Regions from separate parts of the Sus scrofa genome. Here region 2 is linked to region 1. The links are chromatin contacts, called in public HiChIP or PLAC-seq maps. All regions are on one chromosome and are shown on one strand. The core of a region is the stretch at or near the end of the contact, and the rest is flanking DNA. Distances in the headings are between cores, read along the strand shown.

Evidence for each region. HiChIP or PLAC-seq counts read pairs in DNA pulled down with a chosen protein or histone mark.
Region 2: an H3K27ac HiChIP or PLAC-seq map of skeletal muscle shows a contact between it and region 1, with 5 times the contacts expected there. The contact joins two enhancer-like sites. A contact is called at or near these places in 1 of 5 promoter capture datasets (liver) and 1 of 2 datasets of contacts at active chromatin or transcription factors (skeletal muscle).

The regions. Positions count from the first base shown.
Region 1 is chr8:137,622,505-137,626,146 of Sscrofa11.1, reverse strand. It overlaps LOC106510569, which reads left to right. Exons shown (of 2, transcript XM_013998646.2): 1 at 1-1,928; 2 at 2,440-3,642. The coding sequence starts at 1,406. The coding sequence ends at 2,534. Among named protein-coding and RNA genes, the nearest start is that of PRDM8, 13 kb to the right of the region's middle. Within about 2 kb of position 2,081, at least 32 of the 83 cell types and tissues checked have an H3K27ac peak or open chromatin away from gene starts, as enhancers often do. A contact at or near this core is called in skeletal muscle, where this site is marked.
Region 2 is chr8:137,934,463-137,937,786 of Sscrofa11.1, reverse strand. No RefSeq gene overlaps it. Among named protein-coding and RNA genes, the nearest start is that of ANTXR2, 210 kb to the right of the region's middle. Within about 2 kb of position 1,871, at least 11 of the 83 cell types and tissues checked have an H3K27ac peak or open chromatin away from gene starts, as enhancers often do. A contact at or near this core is called in skeletal muscle, where this site is marked.

The DNA.
Region 1 (3,642 bases), core at 832-3,331:
TCTATCCTAGATTTTATGTTTTAATAATTCCCTTGCTTGCTTCTGTTCATATCTATTCTCTCTGAAAAGCTAGACTTTTTTTAATTCACATCGTTAACATATGCAATTTTTACCTTTCAAAGTGCAGTAAAGATAGCCTGACAGCCTCCCACCCTCCTCAAATTACAAGGCAAAGAGGATGGTGCAACCGAAACAGCCGGAAAGGTACTCTTTACATCTGTGATGGGAAAGCCTTGAGGCAGGAAGAGAGTTCCTCTTTACAGAGACAGATAAACAGAGGTACACATAAGGTGGGGCAGGGGTGGAGACAGAGAGGGAGGGTGGGAGACAAAAAGGTCCCAAGGTGGGAGGGGGTTGACCTTGGGGATTTGGGGGGAGCAACTCAACTTTGAGGTTTTCAAGGGGTTCCCCTGGCCCTCCCTCAGCTCCTGCCTAGGCAGGCAGACCCCTGCCCAAGCCCCAGCCCCCTCCTGAGATCCTGCATATGCTTTCTTGCTAAATGACTCCTCGCACCGTTATCTCCTCACGGGATACATCTGTTGGGTGCCTCTCATCCTCAGCTCCGCTTTCATCTCTTCCTATCGCAACACATTGTTGCCTCCAGTCCTTGTGCCAGAGTGGAAGGGAGCCATCCCGCCAGGCCGCGCTCTGGGATTGGCAGCGAATGAATGATTGGCAGCGGGCATCTCTGTCAGGGCTTTGGCATGCTGCAGAGTAGAAGCCCTGTGCTAATGAATGCCATCTACACCTACCAGATGTGCCACTGGGTGACATGCCAGATCTTTTACATAATGCCATTCTGCCGGACAAGAGACAGCTGGGGGGGGGGGGTTGTCTTTTAATGCCTTGGGGTGAGAGTGGGTTTGCCTTTTTTGTCTCACCCAGACTTCCCGCCACCACCCACACACCCAATCAGTCCCCCCTACGTGGAGCTATAACCTATGGCTGAGGTCCTTGCCTTCAGAGATGGCCCAGAAGCAGGAAAGCTGGAGCTCCTGGACCTGCTCCCTCGACTCTCCCCTACACTCTCACCCTTCCTGGAGTTTGCCCCCGCCCCCATCCAAATTTAGGAAAGAGAAATTTTCCTTTTTTAAGTTAAAGCTATAAAAACGCTGGACGCATATGAAATGAAAAAAGTAAAGGGGAGAAACGACGCGTCCTTTCCTCCCCCTCCCCCCAATTATCCTCCACTTCCCAGCCCGAAAGTGGGAGGACGAGCCCCCCTCGCGCCATTCTCCTCCTTTTCCACAGTCCGAGGGGACTAGATGGTGTCCGTCCCGCTTTCTGGCTAAAGCGGTTGTCGGAAGTAACGTGGGGGGTCCAAAAGCCCACGCCGTGTGGAGAGGACTCTTTCCCGGCGTGGGATGGGCACGGCGGGCGGGAAGGGAAGAGAAAACCACTTCCGATGGGAGATGGGCGATGGGCGGCGTGCGTGCGCGCGCGGGCAGAGTTTAGGTCCACGCCACCCCCGCAGGGGCATCTGCAGGTGGGAGGAGGAGCCGCCGCGCCGGTCCCCGCTCTTTCGCTGGACCTGCTCGTGGGGACAGCCCGGGAATTGAAGGGACCTAAGAGGGGCAGGCCTCCCCCCAGCCCCCGGACTCCAGCATCCGCTCCCACGCCCGGCCCCCGGCCCCTAGCGCGCCGCGGGCGGAGCTGCCAGGCCCCTTCCCTCGCCCCCGCCCGCTGCCGAGGCTCCAGATGGCGGCTCCTCGCGCTCGGCTCGCGGCCCCCAGACGCCGCCCGGCAGCAGCCGGCGGTCGCTCCCTCCCTCCCAGCTGCTGCGGCGGAGCCCGCGACCCGCTCGGCGAGGAGGGCGGGCCCCTCGGCCGGCTGGGACCCGGGCGGAAGCCGGGCGCCGAGGGGCGCGCAGGAGCCGTGCCCGCGGGGCAGAAGCCGTGCCCGCGGGGCAGGAGTCCTGGAGGCCCCAGGTGAGGAGGCCGCGGGGAGCGCGCGGGGAGGGGGGCCTGCCTGGCGCTGGCGCCGCCGCCGCTGCACCCCCGCGCCGCTGGGTCTCTCGGCTTTCCTGCCGGCAAGGCGGCCGCCGCGGGCCCAGCGGGCGCGGGCCCGGAGCGCCACGCAGTCGCCAGGAGGGGGCGCCCAGCACCCCGAAGCCGGGGCCCCGGGGCGTCCCGCCCCGCCCAGGGGAAGGCTGGTCCGGGCGGGAAAAGCGCCCCCTCCTGCCGGAGAGCGGTAATGCCCACCCGCCGCGACCAGCCCCTTCGCTTTTTCTCCGCTCTTCTCCCTAAACTCTGCTCCCTCGCTCCCCAAACGCCTCGCTTTTCTCTCGATTGCCAGGTTTCCCTACTTCTCCTCGCCTGACCCCCGCACCCCAGAACGTCCCCCTCCTTCCCCTTTACCCGCGCGGTCAGGGTTTGTCCGCCCCTGGGGCGGTGGGAAGGGGGATGTATTTCGTGCCAGGGCTCCGACTCCTCTCCACAGGTGCCTCCCTGGGAGCCCCCGACATCAATCCCGAGAACGGCGTTTCGAGGGGGTCGAGGCCTGAGCCCGGCAACTCGGTAACCTGGGGGGAGTGATGCGTTTGGGAGCAGCGCGTCCGCTCGACACGGAATTCCCTTTACTGGACGGATGGATAAAGTTCTGCGGCCTGGTGCTGAACCCCTTCTACCCCCAAGTCAGGACACTTCGAGAGCATTTTCCCTTACACAGACCCTGTAAGACCTAACGTCCGTCTCCCTGACAGTCCTCACTGCGGTCCTCCGTAGCAGCCGTGCTGGGGTCGGGGTAGAGGGAGGAAGGCGCTAAAAGGCCGCGGAGCCGGGCCTCCCGCGCACATCTGACGCCCCCTCTAATCCCCCACCCCGCCCGGCGCTCCGGGCGCGTGTCCGCAGACCCTCTGCCGGTCCCTGCGCGCGGCCGTCGGGCATTAGACCCCCGAAAGCAACGTTCCGTAAGCTCCCAGTACAAATCCCCTCGGAAACATTAATCACAGCCACCAGTGAATGCAAAACGTGTGCCCGTGCCTGCCGTGTCTGCCTTTTAATCCCGAAGGCAATTCTGGAAAGCAGCCTCAGACCGGGCTCTATTAATCCCTTACACCAGCAAATGCAATCTCTGACCTACTAGATTTGTTTGCCTGCAATTTCAGGAGGAGTTGGCCTCGACAGAGAAATAGACAGAAAGAAAACTATGGGTGACTCGCGGCGCGGGGCAGTAACGCAACAATGGGGTGCGTTTCCGTCAAAAGGCGCTCCTGCTGTGGCGGGGGCTCAGCCGCCCCGAGTCCTGACACCGCGCGGGGCGGCCGCGGCGTGCGGGCGGGGGTGGGGGGGTAGGGGAGCTGGGTGGCGAGTGCCTAGTGGGGTCGGAGCCCAGAGGAAACCCAGTTCTTTTTCCTCCAAAGGCTTCGACCCCAGGTGACCTCCTTTGGGGCTGTCCCCTTGCGACGGCGCTCGGGCAGGCCGAGGGGTCAAGGTTCCATCCCCTGAGGCCTGTGCCTCGCACTTGAGATTTCACTCTCCACTATTCCATCGCTCAATCAATCATGCTTCTCTTCTCCCACTTTATTCAAAACCGTCTTCCAGTTCCCTCGTAATCGTCATTTGCACCATTGCCTTTTATCTTTGATTAATTAGGAAATCGAAAAAGATAATGGAGGGTCGGGCCGATAAATTAGTCTGAAGA
Region 2 (3,324 bases), core at 622-3,121, 310 kb before region 1:
CTGATTTCAAAACACCTCCGCTCATCTCTGAACATTTCCCAACCAAGCTGAAGAACCTGCTGCCTCCAGCACGGCACACAAGATGGGCCGGAGGCTCACAAACGCGCTCCCGGCTCGCCCTGAGGGGCACACGTTTTCATCCCACGCTGGTGCACAAACGTTCCCATGTGTGTCGGAATACACAGATTCGAGAACATCAGAGTCTCCGCTGCCACACGAAGGACTGGACAGGATGTTTCATGTGCATGTGATTGTCAACAAACCTTCGTCACTGGGATTTTTAGGTTTGTCACAAATCAAACGTTAGCATGCCTGAAAATTAAACCCAGGCGTTTTTCAAATTTGCAACAATTACCAAAAAAAAACCTCTCCCTTGGTATACATGACTCCCTTGCCAAGCGAATTTGGAGGGTACTGAAGTCTTTGTACAGTTTCAAATTAGAGAGTAGTGATAATTATATTAATAATCGGAAGTTACAAGCTATATTCAAACATAAAATTTATCATTTTAAAATTACTGTGTTCTCTGACTAACCTGAATTTAAATGAGTAACGATGGTGAGATGATAAAGATTATTATTGCTCACCCTTCCTAAGCACTTTCTATGTGCCAGCATTTTGCTACGCAAGGCATATATTATTCCATTTAATTCTCAAACAACTGTATCAGGCAGATTCTGATGATCTCTCCATTTTGTAGCTATAATTACACAGCCTCAGAGGAACTAAAAAGTTCCACTGCAAGACCCAGCTTGTAAATCATGTAACAGCAATGAAGTTTATTCAAATAACCAGAATCGAAGGGGGACACAGTTTCATAGCTCTCCAAGCCACGATTCAGCAATGGTGGCTTTCAATTGAGAGGAATGAGATCAGATTAAATGATAACAACGGATGCGCTCTTAAAATAAATTCATTTCAGGTTATGGATCTGCTGACAATCTACTAGAGTCATTTTAATTTAGTTTTTTTCCACTATACCGACGCCTCACTGATGCACAACGTTCTGTTAATTCCCCCTATTCAGTTACACGTATATATTCATACATTCTTGTTCATATGCTCTTCCATCATGAGCTATCTCAGGACATTGACCACAGCTCCCTGTGCTGTACAGCAAAGGCCTTGTTTACCCTCCTGCACATAATAGTCACCTCTGCTGATCCCCAACTTTGAGTAAAGTGGAGGACGGGGAGTCTGGGGTTGGGAGATGTGAACTATCACATGTAGAATGGATAAGCAGTGAGGTCCTGCCGCACAGCAGCACAGCACGGGGAACTCTATCCAATCACTTGGAACACGATGGAAGATAACACGAGAAAAAGAATGTGTGGCTGCATGACTGGGTCACTTTGCTGTACAGCAGAACTGGACAGAATATTCTAAATCAACTGTAATAGAAAAATTTGTAAAAGGAGTCATTTTAGAAAGAGATTCATTTTTAAATGACTCATAATGTGTGCAGTGACACCGAGCAATTGAAAGGGTCTTTAAAATATGTATTTCAATTATCAAAATACAGTGGGACTCCCCGCATTTGCTGTGGGGCCTCGTGGCCTTTGGCTGAATCGAGAACATCTGTTCGTCGGCTTCAGTGAGCACGTCTGTGGTCCTGCCACCAAACACCAAGGAACAGACACAACTTTGAGCCTCGTGACACGTGCCTTTTGCCCTGCAGAGTGGTCACGCCAACCCACTTGCATTTGGCGTCTCTCTCCTCACGCTGCCACTGTGTTTGATGCAAGTGCCCTCAGGCTCCTGGAGTTTACTCAGCGAAGGGGCTTTCTGGGCCTCTGTAGAATCCTTGGGGCTTTTTGCAGTCAGCCCTTCCCAGCTGTTCCCTCTCCTCCTGGCTGGGTTCCGAGGAGATGATGCAAGGCTGTGAACTGGGAGGGCGCTTGGGATCCAGCTGAGGGGAAAGCCTGCAGGAAAGGTTACAGAGACTCTGCCGCAAAAACAGAGCTGTGCCTCCGCCGGCTCTGGGCAGCAGGGTTAGAGGTGGGGACGCAAACAGCGCTCGACGTGTTCTGTCCCAGATCTGCTTTCCCGTCATTTATGCCACACTGGGAGGGGCCTTTGACATTTTTCCCCTTTCTTGTGACCATGGTTCAGTGTCTCATCATAAAGTACTGCACCAGATGATTGTACTGTCTTCGGGACAGGCCCTCAGCACAACTCTGAAGCGAGCCAGATGCTTCTGCCGAAGCCTCCTCCCTTTGGCATCGTCAATCCCTATTGTCTTTTTCGTTTGGATTTTGAACCCCCGAACCCTGCCCTCTCCGGATGTCAGAGTGTCTCGCCTACGGCTGGTCTCCGGAGGGACCGGGCGCTGCCCCTTCCTTCTAATTCTGTCTCCTCAAATCTACAGACTTTCACTGGCATGTAAATCTCAGGAGTCTGTCTGTTAACTGGGTTTAAATTTTGGAAAGGTTTTCTAGAGATAATCTAGTACATCAAAAAACAAAGCTAACAAGCCACCTTTGACACGGGAAAAGATATATTTGTAATATTTAGTTCCCCCTGTCCCTCAGCCATCATCACCCTGTCTGCCTTGCAGTTATGTCATTATATAATTTCACCACCCCTGAAGGCGGGTATAAAAAAAAAAAAACTTCTTGGCGTCCCCGCTGTGGCACGGTGGACTAAGAATCCACCCGCAGTGGCCTGGATCCCTGTGAAAGCGAGAGCTCCATCCCCTGCAGTGGGTTAAGGATCCGGCGTTACTGCATCATAAGTCACAGATGTGGTTCTGATCTGATCTGGCTGTGGCTGTGGTGTAGGCCAGCAGTGGCAGCTCCGATTTAACCCCTAACCTGGGAACCTCCATATGCTGAGGGTGCGGCCCTTAAAAAAAGAAATGAAATGTGATAACCTGACTGATTTTGAGTATCCTGCATTAGCCAGAAATGACCCGTTATCCTACAAAACAAAATTGACCTGGCTCAATGTCTTAAACCAGAGGAAAAAATATAGAAACGGGAGTCAGGGAAAAAAGCGTGTCTTGTTAGCAGCTCTGCCACCTTCAGCTGTGGGAGCTTGGTCGTGTCACTTTCCTTGTGGGTAAGGCAGCTACGGTAAAGTCTCCCAGCGAGATTGCTACTCAGGCTAATAGGATTCTGTGACCGATCCAGGATGTAAAGATCCTGGGTGGAGTTCCCCATCGTGGCACAGTGGAAACGAATCCGACTAGTTCCATGAGGACGAGGGTTCAATCCCTGGCCTTGCTTAGTACTCAGTAGGTCAAGGATCCTACCTTGTCATGACCTGTGGTGTAGGTTGAAGATGCAGCTTGGATCCGATTTGCTGTGACTTTGGCAGCTGTGG